4 separate regions of the Mus musculus genome follow, and all the other regions are linked to region 2. The links are chromatin contacts, called in public ChIA-PET and promoter capture Hi-C maps. All regions are on one chromosome and are shown on one strand. The core of a region is the stretch at or near the end of the contact, and the rest is flanking DNA. Distances in the headings are between cores, read along the strand shown. Region 1 holds the start of Micall1 (microtubule associated monooxygenase, calponin and LIM domain containing -like 1). Region 2 holds the start of Tmem184b (transmembrane protein 184b). Region 3 holds the start of Gcat (glycine C-acetyltransferase (2-amino-3-ketobutyrate-coenzyme A ligase)). Region 4 holds the start of Polr2f (polymerase (RNA) II (DNA directed) polypeptide F).

Region 1 (4,330 bases), core at 1,323-3,822, 290 kb before region 2:
TGCAGGCAGAGCAAAGATTACTGTCCCCACCTTATGGGGAGGAAATTGGGGCTCACTGGGTGAGGTATCTGGCCTGCAGTCATACAGCTCTGGTTGAGTTGGTCCATCCTTCATGACACAGCAAGCTGACTCAGGCAATGGGGTTTATGAAACCCACAGATGGCTGTTGGGGGCCAAGGGCTGAGCGGTGTAAGCTATCATTAAAGCAATGGAGAGATCGAGGTTGTGGGTGACCTAAAGGCAGCCCTTTAGGCCAGTGGTACAACCATTTCTGGGATTTTTAAATACTTTGCATAGGGTTTTGCCACATAGCTCAGGCTGACCCCCAGAATCAAGGTCCTTCTGGGTTTTTAGGGAGAATCCTGGGTGATGTTTGAGGCTGAAGTTTCAAGATCCAATTCCAAGTCGTTGATTGAATGGAAGTGCCTGGGACCCTGATTCCACTGGGACCTGGCAGGAGGTGTCAGGGAAGGCCAAAGGTTGGCCTTTTAGCTACAGGCATACTCAGAGATGTGAAGCTGGCCCATGTGCCTTCAGACCCTGTATTGTGAAATTCGATTCTGTGGGCTTTGAGAAAGCAGAATTCAACCTCTTTCTTTTGTAATTGACCCCAGAGGCCCAAGTGACAAGTTAGGTATAAAAGTTTCAATCCCTCTCATAGAGTGCTAGTATCAGTTATTTAACTCACGGGGCTCAAGCATACATACATTACTTTTTTAAAGATTAATTTTGTATGTGTGTTTTGCCTGTATGTATACCACATGCAGACAGTGCTTGTAGAATCAGGGTGTCAGGTCCCCAGAACTGGAGTTACTGTGGTTAGCTAGGTCCAGACTGAAAATGCAACCCAGCAGACAGAAGAGCAGCAAGTGCTCTCAACAGTTTCCATACGTTTATTCTTGTGTCCATTATGTGTGTTTATGGTTATGGAAGCCTTGTGTGCCATGACATCTGCATGGAGGTCAGAGTTCAACTTCTGGAAGTTGGCTCTCTCTTTCCATCGTGTGGGTGTAGACAATTGAATTCAGATCAACAGTTTGGCCTTTACCTGATGAGCCATTTTACTGGCCCTATTATTTATTTGGAGACAGGGTTTCTATAACTCTGGTTGTCCTGGAACTCACTCTATATCCAGCTTACCTTCAACATCCAGAGACCCACCTGACTCTTGATTGTTGGGATAAAGGTAGCCACCATATCAGGCTCCAATTTATTTTTGAGACAGTTTTATATTGTAACCTCAGGATTCCTTCAAGCCATGTATGAACACTTGAGCCATTCTGCCCAGTTTTTTTTTTTGGGGGGGGGGCGGTTTCAAGACAGGGTTTCTCTGTGTAGCCCTGGCTGTCCTGGAACTCACTCTGTAGACCAGGTTGGCCTCGAACTCAGAAATCCACCTGCCTCTGCCTCCGAGTGCTGGGCTTACAGGCATGCACCACCAATGCCCAGCTTCTGCCCAGTTTTTAAGTTTTGAAACAAGTCTCTTGTAGCCCAGGCTGGCAAGCACCTCTCGGGCATAAACTACAAGGCTCTATCTTCATTTTCAAGATATGAAACTATAATTCAAGGTGACACAAGATCACGTTGCTGGGGAGGGAGGGAACCAGGATTTGAGCCTGGGTTAACAGAACTCCAAAATCCTGTTTCAGATGACTAAAACCCTGTTCATTCCCTCAGAAGGGAGCAGCAGACTCATTCCTACAAGCTACACATAGGTCAGAGTGATGTCACCATCTCTGCGGGGCTGATTCATCAGCCTGGGTTTATTTAGGAGGCGCCTCTGGGGGAGGGGTCTCCTGGTGGGGTCTTGAAGAAACTATCAAACCAGGCGTTGGAAGCAGAGGTTTTCCTCTGTGTCGGTTTCTAGGTCCTTTCAGCAAGAGCCCAGCCATTCTAAAAGTTGAAGAGACAGAGCCCCGGAAGGATCTATGATCCCCTAGTTTACACGGAGAGAGGGAACCAGAAAGGACCAACTTGGTTGTGGGGTCCCCAGCCTGTCATACTACATAGCTCTCTGGCCTGGTGGTAGTAAAGGTGTTTGGATCCCCTAGGCAGGCCGTGGGGGGAGGGGCGGGCGTTCGAAGTGTTGTAGCGCGGTGGGGTATGGAAGAAAGCTGGTGGCCATCTGGAGGTCTGGGATCTGTGGGGAAAGTGCCTCGACTTTCAGACCAGTCGTGGGTGTGGTTCAGAGAAGTCAGTGAGGAGAATCTGAAGGTTCCTAAGGGTGAGCTTGAGGCAGGCTAGCAGCAAAGCCAGAGTGTCCCACCTCTTGGGGTAGGAGGGCCTGGGGAGACTGCGGGGTGGCGTTGGGGAGGGGCTAGCCAGCGAGGAGTTGTCCCTTCTTCCAGGAGGGGCTCCCCAAGGGAAGGGTTGACTCGATCTGGAGGAGAGGGGCTATGTGGGGCGTCCGCCCTTCCGGGGAAGGGGCTCGACGGCGGGGGCGGGGCCGCAGGGTGGGGCCCCATCCTCCTCGCGCTCCCCCGCGACGCGGGCGGGCAGGGGCGGGGACGGAGGCGGTGGGCGCCCGCGGCCGGCCCACAATGAGGACAGCGGGCCGCGGTGAGTAAGCGGCGGCCGCCCGGGCCGGGCCACGCGGGGCGGAGGCTTCGCGGGCAGGTCGGGGCAGGCTGGCCGGGCGGGGTCGGGAGCCGAGTCCGCAGCCCTAGCCGCGCCAGAGCGGAGCGAAGACACCGAGGCCCCGCCCCGGCCGCCGGTGGCGCCCCGACCTCCGAGCCGCGCCGCAGACACAGCCGGAAACTGGCCCTGCCGGAGCGCAAGCGGCAGCCCAGTGCCACCTGACCCCGAGTCGGAGCCACACGAACCGGAGCCCAAGTCCGAGCCCCAGTCCGGGCCGTCTCCGAGCCGGGCCTGCCATGGCGGGGCCGCGGGGCGCTCTCCTGGCCTGGTGTCGCCGCCAGTGCGAGGGCTACCGCGGCGTGGACATCCGCGACCTGAGCAGCTCCTTCCGGGACGGCCTGGCTTTCTGCGCCATCCTGCACCGGCACCGGCCCGACCTGCTGTGAGTGCCCGGGGTGCGCGAGCGAGCACGCGGGGCTGGGGACCGCCGCTCCCCTCAATGACGCGGTGGCACGCGCCGCCCTGAGAGGTCCGGGACCTCACACCCGCCGCTTCTGAACGCGGAGCAGGGCCACCCGAGACCCCAAGACCGTGCACCCCCTCCCCCACCTCGGGCCACTGGTGTCAGGCTCTGACCTCTAAGAGGGAACTCTGACCCGTCCTTCGGGACGTCGTTACTCTAGGCTCCAGCAGAAATACTGAGCCTCGCTTCCTCCATTGGCGTCAGAGCATAGTAACCCCAAACTTGACTGTAGGAGATGAGAATATGCCACTCCCCCAGTTAGGCTTCCTTTAAGTTCGAGCTGGTCCCCGGGTGCTCTGGGAGGCTGACTTCTTTCTAATAGAAATTTACATCTTTGTAAGGGCACCTACCGGAAAGGGTCTTCAGAAAGAATGCGGCCCCAGATCACTTCCTACCTGGGAGAAGCTGCCGGGCTTCGGCTTTACTCACTTCCCCATCCTTCCCTCCCCTAGAAGACAAACCCCATTCCTTTCTATAGATAAGCGGCTATCATCCGGCACAGCAAGTCCCATATTTTGTGGGACTTCCGTGGGAATGTAGGTCATTAGTTTTAATTCTCTCTTCAGCTAGTTTGCCATTTACATTTAAGGCGCAAAGAACCTAGAGGGATGGAGGAGAAAGCTTTTGTAAGGCACTTTGGGCAGATACTCTGTAGGGCACTAACCCCGTTTCTGGCACAGGGTTCCTAGCTAAATGGCTGTCAGGTGACTGCGGGTACACTACTTCCCCAAACCACCTCGATAGGAATCTGTCTAGGTGTATGGTCCCGCGGCTCTGCTGGTTACAGTGGGGAACAAAGATGGAGCAGAAATTAGGAGCCAGGCAGGGGAGGTCTCTAGTGCAGCTGACAACTGCCAATCTGAAGCTTCCGGCTGGAATGTGGATCCCTCCTACCTGAGCTTCTCAGAAGGGTCTCCCCGGAAAATATAATCAGACCCACAGGACAACCAACCGAGGCGGCCTTCTACTCAGCTTTCTTCCCTTAGCCCTGGGATCTCTTTCTTTCATTCGTTCATTTAATGTGTTCATAAAGCCGAGAGTGGCAGTTCATCTGGTGCCCGTCTTTCTCCTGCTCCAGGTTTCAGTAGCCAATCTCATAACTAGAACAGTTGGTCCTGTTTTGTTGACAGACTCCTGGGAGGGCTTCTCCAGCTTCCAGAACCTTCTCTCTCTCCCCTCTCAGGCTTATGTCTTATGTTTCCATAAGACAGGGTGTGGGAGGGCCCTGAA
Region 2 (4,589 bases), core at 476-2,975:
CCTGTTCCTCTGTGTTCTACTCCAGGGACATCAGGGAGAGCAGTGAGCCAGCAGGGCCGGGAGACAGCCCTCAGCCGGGCGCATAGTAGATGCTCAGTAAGTTACAAGGCAACTTGGGCAAGACCCAGGGATGAAGGATGCTACCAGAGCCTACTAGTCCCACACTGACAAGGGAGTCACTTAATCCCCATCCCGTCCCACCCCACCCGCCTTGACCTGCTGCCTCAGTTTCCTAACCCACATCTATGCCCGATACATTATTGGCACAGCTGCCCTGAGAACAAACTGGGAAAATACACATGGAAAGCAAGAAGTCTCTGAGGAATGTTAGTCACCCAGCTTTGGCTCGACTGTCCCTTTGTACTGAAGCCTTTTTTTTTCTTTTTCCTTTTTTTTTTTTTTTTTTTTTTTTTTTGCTGGCTTGTCCATCCCCCCCACCCCCCACCCCCCAGCACTGAATCCACCTCCATACTCCTCAGTCTTTTGTCTTCTGTTTCTGGAATCCCTGTGATTCTTTCCAATTCTGATTCTGCCCCAAGCACCTGAGAGCTCTTCGATGCCTCGATCCTCACATCTGTGTGCGGGGTGAGCACCAGTCTAGCTTCTGGGGCTCCCACACCCAAGGGTTCCAACTCCGGCCCTGCACAGAACTCTCAAGATACTCAGATGTGCCGAGCCCAAGGGCCCACCAAACTTGTTGACACGAAGAGGGATGCTGCAAACAGCCTGTCAAAAAAGCCAGACCGTGGAGACCTGCACCTCCCCCTGCTGCTGATGCTGGTGGGGTGTGTGTGTGTGTGTGTGTGTGTGTGTGTGTTGGCTGAGTCTGCAGCACTTGCCTCCAGGGCACAGATTGCTACTTCTCTCCTTACATAAAGCACCTGGCAGCCAGATGAATAATACATAGACCTTCACCTCACACCCAGGTATCAGGCAGGCAGACACCTGCTTTGCCCCACCAAGGCCTCCAAGGAGGGAGGGATGAGATGTCCCGCCTCATACAGTCCTCCAAGAAAGGATACAAACTAAAAATCCGAGCCCGTTCCCCAGACTCCCTAGCTTTGCCACTGCCTGGAGCTCCTTAGCCCCAAGCTAAGCATCCAAGCAAGGTGTCCAAGGGCGTGCCCAGGCAAACAGGCACCACACACCCAAACCAATCTCTAGGGTTCCTTTGAACACCCAGCATCCTGGGAGCCCCAGATCCCTATCCCCCTTCAAATCTACTGACCTGTGTGCAAAGCGCGCGCACACCCCCATTTACGCATGTACCGTCTCAAGGGCCGACCACCGGGCCAGGTCAAAGCCACTGCACTGAGGACCGACGTCTCCCCGCCCCGTTCGGTCGTGCCAGGCTGCAGCACACCCACCGCGGTGCGCACAGTCCCATCGGTAAGAGGCTGGGCCCCGCGCCGCCCACCCCGACTCCCCCACGAGCAGGTCCGGTTACACTCAGGGCCCCGCCACGCTGGCGAAGCGGGCACACCCACGGGCCGCTTGGGGGCCTCCGAGTCCCTGCCTCCCCGCGGGAAGTCCCCAGAGTGGAGTTCTCCCCAAGGTGCAGCCCCCGCCCGGTCCCCGTTCATCCCGTGCATCCGCCGCCCGGGTACCTCAGGAGCCCATGGCGCTGGAGACTGCAGGCGGAGCAGGCGGCGCCGCAGCCCGGTATCTCGGCCGCCGCTGGCGCGTCCCGAGCCCCGCCGGGTACCGCCGCGCCGCGCCTGCGCACTAGGAACGCCGCTGGCGGGGGCGGGGCCGGAGCGCGCCGCTGAGGTCACTCGCCGAGCCTTAAAGGGGCCGCGCGCTGCGAAGCACCACGCGCAATCTCGGGTCAGGAGAATGGTGAGGTCCTCTTGCAACTCGCAAACGCACCGCGAGAGACCCAGGGCCCAGGTTTCCTAGTCCAGTCCCACCCACCACAGTCCTGGGATGCACAGTCTGACCCGCGGGATACAGACTGTCCCGGACACTCGCGAGCTAGCTTGAGTTTCAATTCTCTGAAAGCCTTGTATATGCCAACGCTGAAGGTGAAACGAAATCTAGTTGACGTTTGAGACAGGGAGGGTGAGTGTGAGACTGTGGAACGGACTTCCACGGAACGTTTTGTATAGTTATGCAAAATGAAACTGCTCTAGTGGAGCTGCCCCACCTCATTCCTAGCAGCCTAACGAACCGATTCTAGAGGAGTCATTCCAGCCCCTACCCCACTTTGATTTGTGAGGTCCTCGTCTTACCCAGATGACTGAAATGTGTAATATGCAACCAAGTTTATTTTTATCTCCAGCTCCAAATGTCTACCGACGCCTCTTACTTAGCGGGCTCAGCTGCTTTCCCCTCCACACACATTTCTTCTTCACAGCATTCCCCAATCCCTGCTTCCAGTCTTCAAGCCAGAAAGTCTAGTATTATCCTTGAGTGCTGCCCTCCCTCTCCCCCTCGTCCCATCAGCTTGGGCAAGACATCCTGTATCCCTAGACTCTGACCTCCACACTACTGAACTGCTGTCATGTCCAGGCTCTGCCCAGGTACTGTGAGCATCTACTTAGCCCGATTTTCCAACCTTGTCCTCGGCGGGTCTGTGCCAATGTGAGAATCAGGGATTCCTTTAAAAATCCAAATCGTTGGAGGAATGCTTGCTTACCATTCACCAGACCCTCAATATAATTCTTTGCACCAAAGTAAACAAACAAACGAACCCACCCAAGATGAACTATATGGCACTTTGCTCAAAACCCTTAATTAGTTCCTCATGCCATTCCAAATGAAGCCAACATCTGCAGATCTCTGCACAGCCTTGATCCAGCATCACCCTCCGCAGGCATGCCTGGCCTCATCTCCTTTTCCTGAACACTGACCTCTTGCTTTCCCTACAACCAAGTACAAGCATTCAGCTTCCATGCCTTTGCACCTGCTGTCCCCTCTGCTGGGGCTACAGTTTCCCCAGACATGTCTTCAAAGTCTTGCTTGGCTGGCTTTACTAGGGAAGCTGAAGCAGGATTGTTCTGAGACAAATACCTCCTTCCCAGAGTAAGATTGCTGAGCCCCTCACCTGCAGTCCATAGTCAACATCTCACTGTGCCCTGTTCTCCTAATAAAAGTTCATTTCTAACACGTATCGATTGTTTTCCTATCTTATTATCCATCTTCCTAGTGAACAGACTGTTGCATTAACTTTGGGGAGATACGTGCCCCAAATAGGAAGGCACCCAAACAAACCAAAGATTCTACACATCTCCCTCCATGAACCTGTGAGTTTATTGGTCATACTATGGCAATGTGGGTGAGGGGTGGGGTTACTGGCATCTGTAATATGTAATTCCCCTCCCCTCACCCCTGTCCCCAAATGACCTTTGGGAGTTAAGAATTCTTGGGAGGTAGAAAATTCTAGAAGCAAGCCACTCCCATAAAGCTGGGGGGGGGGGGGGCTCATTACCCATGCTGGACTGGGACTTATTTCTTTCTTCTTTTTTGTTTGTTTGTTTGTCTGTTTTTAATCACCCTTAAGAAGCAACCGTTCACTCTTGCTCCTATAAGCAGCTGACAGACTCGTTGACTGTTCTTTAACCAAGCTAGATGGAGCAGAATCATTCCTTTATTCTGTGGTCAGTCCCTTCCCTGGGATGAGGAGACATTTGTTCATGTCTCCCCAGGAAAAGTGCATGCAGCAAGGATGAAGATGTCTGACAGTTTCTTGTTTCCTGATGAAAATTAGTATGCTGCACTGGGAGTACTGGCAAGCACGTACTGAAAGTATCTGTAACATGGACAAATATAATAGCTAGGTCCTAAGGGGGAAGCTCGGGGTACTTGAGGGGCCTGAGTTCAGCCCTCATGACTACATGACTGAAGGAGAAAACCAGCTCTGACCTAGAGGCACACACAGTGACATGAGTGCACACACACACACACACACACACACACACTAAATAAATAGATAAAATTTTTTCAAAGACAAAAAAAGCCAAGAATAGTAGCCTTTAAATGCATCATATCGGAAGCAGGAGCACTAAGTAGATCTCTGTGAGTTCAAGGTTAGCCTGGTCTATGTAGCAAGTTCTAGACCAGCCATGGCTACATAGTGAGACAGTCACTCAAAGAAATAAATAAGATGAGTGATAGCAGCGCACGCCTTTGTTCCCAGCACTAGGGAGGCAGAGGCAGGTGGATCCCTGTGAGTTTGAAGCCAACCTGATCTACAGAATGAGTTCCAGGACAGCCAGGGCTATGTAGAGAAATCCTGTAGACAGAGAGATGAAATGACCTCTTTTGTCTTAGTCAGGTTTTTTGGTTTTGGGGGGTTTTTTGCTTGTTTGTTTGTTTGGTTTGGTTTTGGGTTTTTTTGTTTGTTTGTTTGTTTTGTTTGTTTTTTCGAGACAGGGTTTCTCTGTGTAGCCCTGGCTGTCCTGGAACTTATTCTCAGGCTGGCCTCAAACTCAGAAATCTGCCTGTCTCTACCTCCCAAGTGCTGGGTTGAAGGTGTGCACCACGACTGCCCAGCATTTAGTTAGGGTTTCTATTCCCACACAAAAAAAAATGACCAAGAAAAGCAAGTTGGGGAGGAAAGGTTTTATTCAGCTAACACTTCCACATTG
Region 3 (4,457 bases), core at 1,831-4,330, 370 kb before region 2:
GGGACAAAGTTTGAAAGTGCCCTTCCAACTCTTTCAGGGAAAGTTTCCTTGAGGGCCTCGCAGGCAGAGAGGGGGTAGGGGTGTCAGAGGAGCTGTGGTCGGGTGACCCCCGAGAGGTGACCGGACCCTGGGGAGGCGACCCCTCCCCCCTTGTCCCGACTCGGCCCGGCTGGGAGTCGCCCAGCTCAGGGCCGCGTGTGTTAGTTGGGGCCGCTTCTGAGCCGCTCCGCCAGGTTGGGGGACCCCGCAGGCATCCGGGAGTGGGGCTCCTGGTAGTCCCAGGGGGGAGCTTTCCGACGGGGGGTCTCAAGCCCCGGGGCTCCCCGGCTCCGCAGAGCCAGCCCCCCGCAAAGGGGAAATGTGCCGGCGCCCCAGCGCTCCTCGGCGCCGTTTGAGGCTCGTGGCGGGCGCGGGGGGCGGCGGCCGGGGCGCCAGGGTCCCCAGAAGGGAAGCCTAGGGAGCCGGGCAGAGACCTCGAGAGACGGCGGGCAGCGGGAAGGCCCGGGCCGCCGGGAAAGGTCGAGTTTGCTCGGCGGAAGAAACACAGATGGCGGCAGCGCGGCGCCATTCCGGGCCGGGAGCAGGCAGCCAGCAGCCCAGTCCTCACCGCGGTCCGCCCGCCGCCGCTAAATACCCGGATGCGCCGCCCGAGCGCCAGACGCAGAGCTGGGAAAAGGGAGGCTGTGGAGGCGGAGGCAGCGCCAGGCGCCGGGCGAGCGACCGAACGGTGGGGGCTGGGAGCGCAGAGCAGCTCGCGACCCGCGCCGGGAGGACAGGAGCCACGCGTAGCCCGCGTCCCCGGCAGCCGCACTTGCGTCTGGCCTGCTAGTGGAGCGGGAGAGCAGATCGCGAGTCAGGTTCTGCACAGCCTCCGGCGAGGGCTGGCCCATCGGAAGGCTCCTTGAACAGTGGGAGCAGGCCGGCCACCATGACCGAGAACTCCACCTCCGCCCCGGCGGCGAAGCCCAAACGGGCCAAGGCTTCCAAGAAGTCCACGGACCACCCCAAGTATTCAGACATGATCGTGGCTGCTATCCAGGCAGAGAAGAACCGTGCCGGCTCCTCGCGCCAGTCCATCCAAAAGTATATCAAGAGCCACTACAAGGTGGGTGAGAACGCCGACTCCCAGATCAAGTTGTCCATCAAGCGCCTAGTGACCACCGGTGTTCTCAAGCAAACCAAAGGGGTGGGCGCCTCGGGGTCCTTCAGGCTGGCCAAGGGCGATGAGCCCAAAAGGTCGGTGGCTTTCAAGAAGACCAAGAAGGAAGTCAAGAAAGTGGCCACTCCAAAGAAGGCAGCCAAGCCCAAGAAGGCTGCCTCCAAAGCCCCAAGCAAGAAACCCAAAGCCACCCCTGTCAAGAAGGCCAAGAAGAAGCCGGCTGCCACGCCCAAGAAAGCCAAAAAGCCCAAGGTTGTCAAAGTCAAACCAGTCAAGGCCTCCAAACCCAAGAAGGCCAAAACCGTGAAGCCCAAAGCCAAGTCGAGTGCCAAGAGGGCCAGCAAGAAGAAGTGAAGACTTTGCTTGGGGACACTCCTTCCTCCCTCCTGTTTTCTGTAAATACATTTCCTCACTTGATTCCATCTGCAACCCTTTGCCCATTCTATTCTGACTTTATTAAAGAGGACAGAGTTTGGATCCCTCATACAGACATTGTGGAATGACTCCTTTTTCCTTAACCTATTGTGCAAGGACAGCAAACAGACCTCATCTTTGTAATGATGGAGACGTACTTTTTTCTTGATTTGATATTAACCTTCTTACGGGGTTAGGGATGGGAGGGGGGAGGATGTGTGTTTCAGTCGGTGGTTTGTTTACTATGAAGGAACTGGCAAAGTTCTGGCTAGGTGAGGGGACCCAGGAACTAAGGTTTGTCTTCCAAGACTTTCTTAGACTGCTTGTCCCTCGTGAGCTTTTCAAAACCTTTGATGGGGAGCAGGTGACACCCCACCTAGCTGGCCAAGGAGGGAGGGAAAATTCCCTGGGGCTGCCCTACCAACGGTGGTAAGTTGGAGACCTGGTTGCTTTTTCTCTTCTGCCCTAGTGCCTCCCCATTGTCTAAAGGGGCAAAGGGGTCCAAGTGACAGCTGGTTAGAGAAGCCATAGCTTCTCACAACCAGGATCTAGCCATTGGGAAGGAGGGGTCTTTTTCAGTAGTCTCTGGTTAAATGCGAGTGGACTTAGGGGGAGGGGTGGGTAATCAGCCAAGTGCCTCAGTGTGCCTATGGAAACTTGGGTTTTTTCCACACGATTGATGGATTGCGTCCTAGCAGGACTTTGTACGTTTCCTTTCTTCCCTTTCCTGTGTAAGATGTGGCTTTGCTTGGTGCCGCTTCAGGTCTACCAGCTGCCACTTAAAACCCTCCAACCTCTTTTACTCTTTGAGTTTTTTTTCTAAGTAGCGGAGGAGGGGGAGAGGCAGGGAGTGGACTGTAAGACATACTCCAGTTGATTCGAATTTGCTAGGTAGCTTTAGAGAGGCAGGATTGTGTGCATGTGTGTATATGTATATATCCATATCTAAGACTAGGACTTAGTCTCACTTCGGGAGCTGGGAGAAAAAAATCTGTACAGTTGTCTTTCTCTTATTTTAATAAAATTAGAAACTCGCGCACCCTACCCCACCCCTTTTTAAACAAGTGTAACTAGTGCCCGGGAGAAATTACTGTGGTTGTAATTTTAAAACTTTAAAATAAAACTGGAAAGGAAAAAATCTGAGTGGTGCGTTTTTCTTTAACTGGAGGAGAGAGGAGCGATCTGACGGGCAATGTGGGGACGCCACGTTCGCGCCAGAGAATAGCAAAGCTTTGGAGTGACAGGGACGCTCCAACAGGAGGGTCAGCTGGGCACGTAGGTGGGTCTTCGGGAGAGGTAGGTGTGTAGGCAAGGTCTCGGGAGGAGAGGCGTTGAAGTCGCTTTCTCCGCCTACTCAGCTTCCCCATCGCGGACCTCCCGGGTGTCGACTTACAAATCAATCCTTTCTTGGCGGGCCGACGCTGTCAGGCTCCGCCCGCGGGTGGAGTCTCCCATCCTTTTAAAGTGAGCTCCTGTTGTTCTGATTTGCTGCCGGGGCCCTGCCCACGTCACGTGACGGGGAGCACTAGACTTCAGGCTGGCCAGCGCACTTTAGCCTGTGGGCGCGATGTGGGCCAGCTTCATGTGGCACGGGGCGCTGTCCCCTGGCCGCCGCGCACATTCAGCGCTGGCTCAGTTGCGCTGCATCCTGGACAGCGAACTGGAAGGGATCCGCGGAGCCGGCACCTGGAAGAGTGAGCGTGTGATCACGTCCCGCCAGGGACCGAGCATCCGCGTGGACGGCATCTCGGGAGGTAACTTCCCCTCCTGAGAGTCCTCGTACCTGGTCAGGAGGCCAAGAGCCCTTCCAAGGCTTGCATGTGAATGGAGGCCCTAGGGTGGGTGTGGGAGAGGCACGTGCACTCTTAGCTGCTGGTCTGTCTGGGGCACACTATGGCCTCCTTGTGTTAACTCCACCTGTTTAAACCTGTTTCAAAGGAGGGAGGTGATTTTAATCCGTCAGCACCTTTTGGGTGAGAGAGCTAGGCTGCACTGAGACCCCACCCTATGAGAAAAAGAGAGCGATATCCAGCTGCCTCAGCTCCCTACACCTAGTTTCCAGGAGGAGTGACTGGAACAAAACTTTCCTTGAGCAGATGTGTGTGAAGGGCTCCAGTTGCTGCACCTTTACTCATGATGGCATCTGTATGCAAGAGGGACCATTCCCCCCCCCCCCCTTGGTTTTTTGAGACAGGGTTTCTCTGTGTAGTCCTGGCTGTCCTGGAACCTGCTCTGTAGACCAGGCTAGCCTCAGCCTCCAAATTGATCTCAGCATCCAAATTGCTGAGATCAAAGACATACAGCACCAAGCCTGGTTTGAGAGACCAATTTTTAGGGAAAGGAAATATGCTGTTATCCCAGCATTCAGGTCTATACAGAGAAACCCTGTCTCAAAAAACATAAATAAATAAGAAAGGAAGAAGGTGAAATACAAGTAGATTTCCCCAGACCCTTCACTGGTCAGCTCCAGTGTCCCAGGATATTGGAGTGGAAGACCAGCTTCCTCCCAAGAGGCTAAAGTCTTTTTTTTTTTAAGATTTATTTATTATTATATGTAAATACACTGTAGCTGTCTTCAGACACTCCAGAAGAGGGAGTCAGATTTTGTTACAGATGGTTGTGAGCCACCATGTGGTTGCTGGGATTTGAACTCTGGACCTTCGGAAGAGCAGTCGGGTGCTCTTACCCACTGAGCCATCTCACCAGCCATGAGGCTAAAGTCTTAAGCAAGTAAGGGGACTAAGGCTGCAGAAGTTCTCATGCCTGTACCTGTCTTTCCCTAAAGAGAACCATAAAATGAACCTCTTGTCTTCTAACAATACCTTCAGCCGGACCAAACAGCTCTCCCGGAGTGATTTCAGAGAGATATATAATCAGTAGGTTG
Region 4 (4,236 bases), core at 2-2,501, 260 kb before region 2:
CTTAATCTCTGAGCCATCTTTCCAGTCCTTATTTTATTTCAAGGATAGGTTCTTACTATATTATCTAGGCTAGCTTTTCTTGGGCTCAGGCAATCCTCCCATTACATATGCCTAAGACACACACACTTTTTTGGTGACTGGCTAACATGGGTGCTGGGGAATGAGCTTTCAAAGGGCAGTACATGTTCCTAACCACTGAGCCAGCTCTCCAACTGTAACACACACAGACTTTTTTGTGTATGGTGTGCTGGGGCTGAAACCCAGACTCCACATCTGCCTAGAATATACTCTGTCACTGAGCAACACCTTCAGCTCTATAATTTTCTCCTGTTCATTTTTCTTGTTACCCTCCTGTGTTATCAGTTTTCTGAGAGCAAGAGTTGTCCTTTGCAATCCTCTCAACACTCTATTCCTAGTACCTAGGACAATATCCAAATCACACATTAGGTTTTTGTCGTTGAATAATTAAGTGCATACATGCTCATTCATGTAGCAGAGGCTGGAGCTACAGTTGTGAGCAGAAACAGGCACGTTTCTTTGCCTGGTGGTGTTCACCATTTAGAAGGTGACACTAAACACCTCTAAGACTGTATAATGTCTAAGCCTGGTGAAGGGAATTGAATTTGGTACTGTGAAGGTCCCACTGCAGTGAGGAGATAGGCTTCATTGAAAGTGCATGTAAAAGATGAACTAACCATTCCAAAATTCTCCATCTCTGGTCTTTGATTCTTCCCCGAACCTTTCAGAATCCCAAGCTCTTAAGGAAAAACCGCACCGCTCGGGTCGTTGATCCCCTAATGCACTGACCTCTGAGCAGCTCACAAGTCCCCGGCGTGTAACCTGCTTGCTTACGGCAGCGGCGGAACCCGGTTCCTTTGGTCACCGAGTCCACCCTTTCCTGGGAAGCCATGGGAGGGCCCTAGGAGGGAGAGAAGCAATGACTCGCCCTAGTTACGCTTCGCAATCCGGACCTCTCATCACGAGCAACCTGGGAGTCTGAGAAGCTGGTGCCCGACCCCTCGGCTCCGGACAGCGCAGTGACCACAGTCCCTATCGTGACGGTCCGGGGAGGAGCGCTCACCTTAGGCGATGACCTGGGCGTGACAGAGCCCTCCGCACGGAGAAACTCCAAGGAGCTAGAGTGTCAGCGTCCTCACTAATCGCTCCTTGTTACCATGGTAACTAGCGACACGCCTCCACGCACGCGCATTAGCGTCTGGTCGGCCGCTGCTTCCCGGAAGTAACTGCGCCTGGGTCACGGCGCAAGCGCAAACTACGCGTGGTGCGGCGAGGGGCAAAGGCGCGCGTTCTCTGCTCTGCGCCCCGGGCGGAGAAGGCATCATGTCAGACAACGAGGACAAGTGAGCACGGGCCACGGAAGGAGGGAGGTCGTGGTGCGAGCAGGGCTCTTGGAGCACAGGCTAGCCCAGCTGCTGGGTTGGTGGGGCGAAGTCTTCAGAACTTCCTACCTCGCGGAGCAATGGGGACAGTGGTCAGAGAGTTCAGTCCGTGTGGCCCCTGTCCTCTGAGCGCTCTCTTTCTGGAAGGGAATGCCAGAGGTGTGTAGCTTGTGTAGTCGTGGAAGTAGGAAGGAAAAAGCAACCCAGAGAATGGCCTGGAAGGCTGGGAGCAGACGCGGGCTTGGGCTAGGTGTGATAGTAGCAGAGGTGGCAGAAGTGGGGATAGACTCTAGAGAGCATGAAGTTTAGTGTTGTTTGAGGCAAGGCCTCACTCTGAAACCCAGGCTGCCCGGGAATTCACTATATAGCTAAGGCTGGCTTTGAATTCGACACAGTCCTCTGCTTCAGCTTCCCAAGTGTTGATATATCTGGCATGAACCACCAGACCCAGCTGGATTATGGACATTTTTTTTTTTTTTTTCCGAGACAGGGTTTCTCTGTATAGCCCAGGCTGTCCTGGAACTCACTTTTGTAGATCAGGCTGAACTCAGGAATTCACCCACCTCTGCCTCCCCAAGTGCTGGGATTAAAGGCGTGCGCCACCACCACCCGGCTGGACATATTTTTATTTTATTTATTTGGAGACCAAATATAACCTTATATCAGGTGGTTCGAACATAGAGATTCATCTACCTCTGCTTTCCAGGTGATTTTTGTTCTTTTTTTTTTTTTTTTTTCCTGAGACAGAGTCTTTCAACATAGTCCTAGCTGTGTCTGGAAGTCACTGTGTAGATTTGGCTGTCCTCAAACTTACAGAGATCTGCCTGCTTTCACCTCCTGAGCACTGGATTACAGGCGTGCGCCACCATGCCTGGATCCTGATATATTTTAAAGATAGAACCTAAAGGATTTCTTGATACGCTGTATATGTTAATCAAGAGAGAAGATGAACTATGGTAGTCCTGATAGATCAGTCAGAATTCAGAGTCTGGGCGTGGTGGTTCACACCTGTAATCCTAGCACTTGGGAGGCTACTGCAGGGGAATTGTCCTGAACTAGATGTCAACATAGTGAGTCTCAGGCCAGCCTGAGTTACATACTGTGCAGTAAGATTGACTTCAAAACAAGCATACAAAATACAGTCAAAAATGCAATGAAAGCAGAGATGACGGCGTTGACCAGGGCAGTGATTGCCACCAGAGAAGAGATGGTGAGTGAGTGACTTGGGGGGAAGAGAACCCAGAAAAGCATCCCCTCCCCCAGAGTGGGAGGCAGGAGGGAGGAGCCAGGTATGCTGGCTGTCCAGGGGAAGGGTTCAGCATTGTAAAGATCCTTAGTGAAGCTGGGGGTGGTGCAAGCCTTTGATTCCAGCACTCAGGGCAGAGACTTGGGGGGGGGGGGGGGAATCTCTCAGTTCCAGGCCAGCCTTGTCTGCAGAGTGAGTTCCAGGCCAGCCTTGTCTGCAGAGTGAGTTCCAGGACAGCCAGGCAGCACAAAGAGACACTTTTCTTTTTTTTTTTTTTTTTTTTTTTAAAGATTTATTTATTTATTACATGTAAGTACACTGTAGCTGTCTTCAGACACACCAGAAGAGGGCGTCAGATTTCGTTACAGATGGTTGTGAGCCACCATGTGGTTGCTGGGATTTGAACTCTGGACCTTTGGAAGAACAGTCGGGTGCTCTTACCCACTGAGCCATCTCACCAGCCCCTTTTTTTTTTAAAGATTTATTTATTTACTATATGTAAGTACACTGTAGTTGTCTTCAGATACACCAGAAGAGGGCACCAGATCTCATTACGGGTGGTTGTGAGCCACCATGTGGTTGCTGGGATTTGAACTTCAGACCTTCGGAAGAGCAGTCGGGTGCCCTTACCCACTGAGCCATCTCACCAGCCCAAAGAGACACTTTTCAATGGGGAGGTTGTGGGGTGCGATGATCAGTGAGCACAGGAAGGATGGCTGTGGAGCTTGAGGGTGTGGCGAAAGCCTTACTGAGGTGAGGCTCTGACTCGGGAAGTGAAGAATTGGAGACAGCGAGTTTGGGCAGCTCCCTCAGACATTGTGCACCACGGGAGGCTGATGAGATGGAGGAGGGGCTAAAGGTGAAAGTTTTGCTGCCCGAGCCTAACAACCTAGGTTTGATCCCTAGAGCCCCTGGTAGAAGGAGAGAACAGAAAAGGGAGTCTTGGTGGTGTATGTGGGCCTGTACGCGAGCACGCATCATGTGCACGTTAGCAATAAATAAGCATGTTTTTAGAAGCCTGGTGACCTTAGGCTATGAAAATGGCAATGTCACCTTGGTCTTATGTAGTTTTGTTTGTTTGTTTGTTTGTTTGTTTTCTCCACCATAAGGGAATATGGAATTAAGCTGTAGCAGGAGGGGAAAGAATAATGGTGTGTTGTTTGTTTGTTTTTAAGAGGGGGAGGTGATGCTGGTAGTGTGCTGGTGCTGTGAGTGCCAGCGGCTTCATGCATGCTGTCTACACACCCTACTTTTGAGTTACAGCTCCAGCCCTGAAGTACACTTCACTTGTTTTTGTTCTTGAGACAAAATCTCACTATGTAGCCCAGGCTGGGCTCAAACTCCTAGTTCTCTCACTTCCCATTTCCAAATGCTAGGAGTACAGGAGTGTGCTACCACCCTGGCACGTTTATATTTCTCTCCTTATGTCCTTATGAGAGGCTGAAACTGTCTTCATGACGAGGGGGATGGCGCAGAGGTTAACCACACTTGGCTGGTTTCCCAGGGAGTAAAACCAGGCAGACAACTCCGGCTTCGGGGGCTCCCACACCCTCTTCTGGCTTCCAGGCGCACTTGTATGTGTGTACATTT

What was found. Promoter capture Hi-C pulls out the DNA fragments that hold promoters and counts their contacts. ChIA-PET counts read pairs in DNA pulled down with a chosen protein or histone mark.
Region 1: a promoter capture Hi-C map of liver shows a contact between it and region 2, with 2.4 times the contacts expected there. The contact joins the promoter of Micall1 here to the promoter of Tmem184b in region 2. A contact is called at or near these places in 3 of 39 promoter capture datasets (liver, pre-B cells and stem cell-derived epiblast-like cells), 1 of 484 Hi-C or Micro-C datasets (muscle stem cells), 1 of 115 datasets of contacts at active chromatin or transcription factors (pancreatic cancer cells) and 1 of 9 other capture datasets (adipose tissue).
Region 3: a contact with region 2 is called in a promoter capture Hi-C map of neural stem cells. The contact joins the promoter of Gcat here to the promoter of Tmem184b in region 2. A contact is called at or near these places in 3 of 39 promoter capture datasets (liver and neural stem cells) and 1 of 115 datasets of contacts at active chromatin or transcription factors (pancreatic cancer cells).
Region 4: an RNA polymerase II ChIA-PET map of memory CD8 T cells shows a contact between it and region 2, with 6 read pairs. The contact joins the promoter of Polr2f here to the promoter of Tmem184b in region 2. A contact is called at or near these places in 3 of 115 datasets of contacts at active chromatin or transcription factors (embryonic stem cells, memory CD8 T cells and pancreatic cancer cells) and 1 of 9 other capture datasets (liver).

The regions. Positions count from the first base shown.
Region 1 is chr15:79,106,411-79,110,740 of GRCm38.p6, forward strand. Micall1 (microtubule associated monooxygenase, calponin and LIM domain containing -like 1) reads left to right here and starts at 2,573. Exons shown (of 16, transcript NM_177461.1): 1 at 2,573-3,019. The coding sequence starts at 2,874.
Region 2 is chr15:79,401,578-79,406,166 of GRCm38.p6, forward strand. Tmem184b (transmembrane protein 184b) reads right to left here and starts at 1,726. Exons shown (of 9, transcript NM_172608.1): 1 at 1,608-1,726.
Region 3 is chr15:79,027,794-79,032,250 of GRCm38.p6, forward strand. It overlaps Gcat (glycine C-acetyltransferase (2-amino-3-ketobutyrate-coenzyme A ligase)), which reads left to right and starts at 3,081. Exons shown (of 9, transcript NM_013847.4): 1 at 3,081-3,327. The coding sequence starts at 3,141. It overlaps H1f0 (H1.0 linker histone), which reads left to right and starts at 419. Exons shown (of 1, transcript NM_008197.3): 1 at 419-2,711. The coding sequence starts at 929. The coding sequence ends at 1,513.
Region 4 is chr15:79,140,074-79,144,309 of GRCm38.p6, forward strand. It overlaps Polr2f (polymerase (RNA) II (DNA directed) polypeptide F), which reads left to right and starts at 1,252. Exons shown (of 5, transcript NM_027231.2): 1 at 1,252-1,361. The coding sequence starts at 1,342. 1700088E04Rik (RIKEN cDNA 1700088E04 gene) reads right to left here and starts at 1,178. Exons shown (of 7, transcript NM_138581.2): 1 at 1,082-1,178; 2 at 808-919. The coding sequence starts at 910.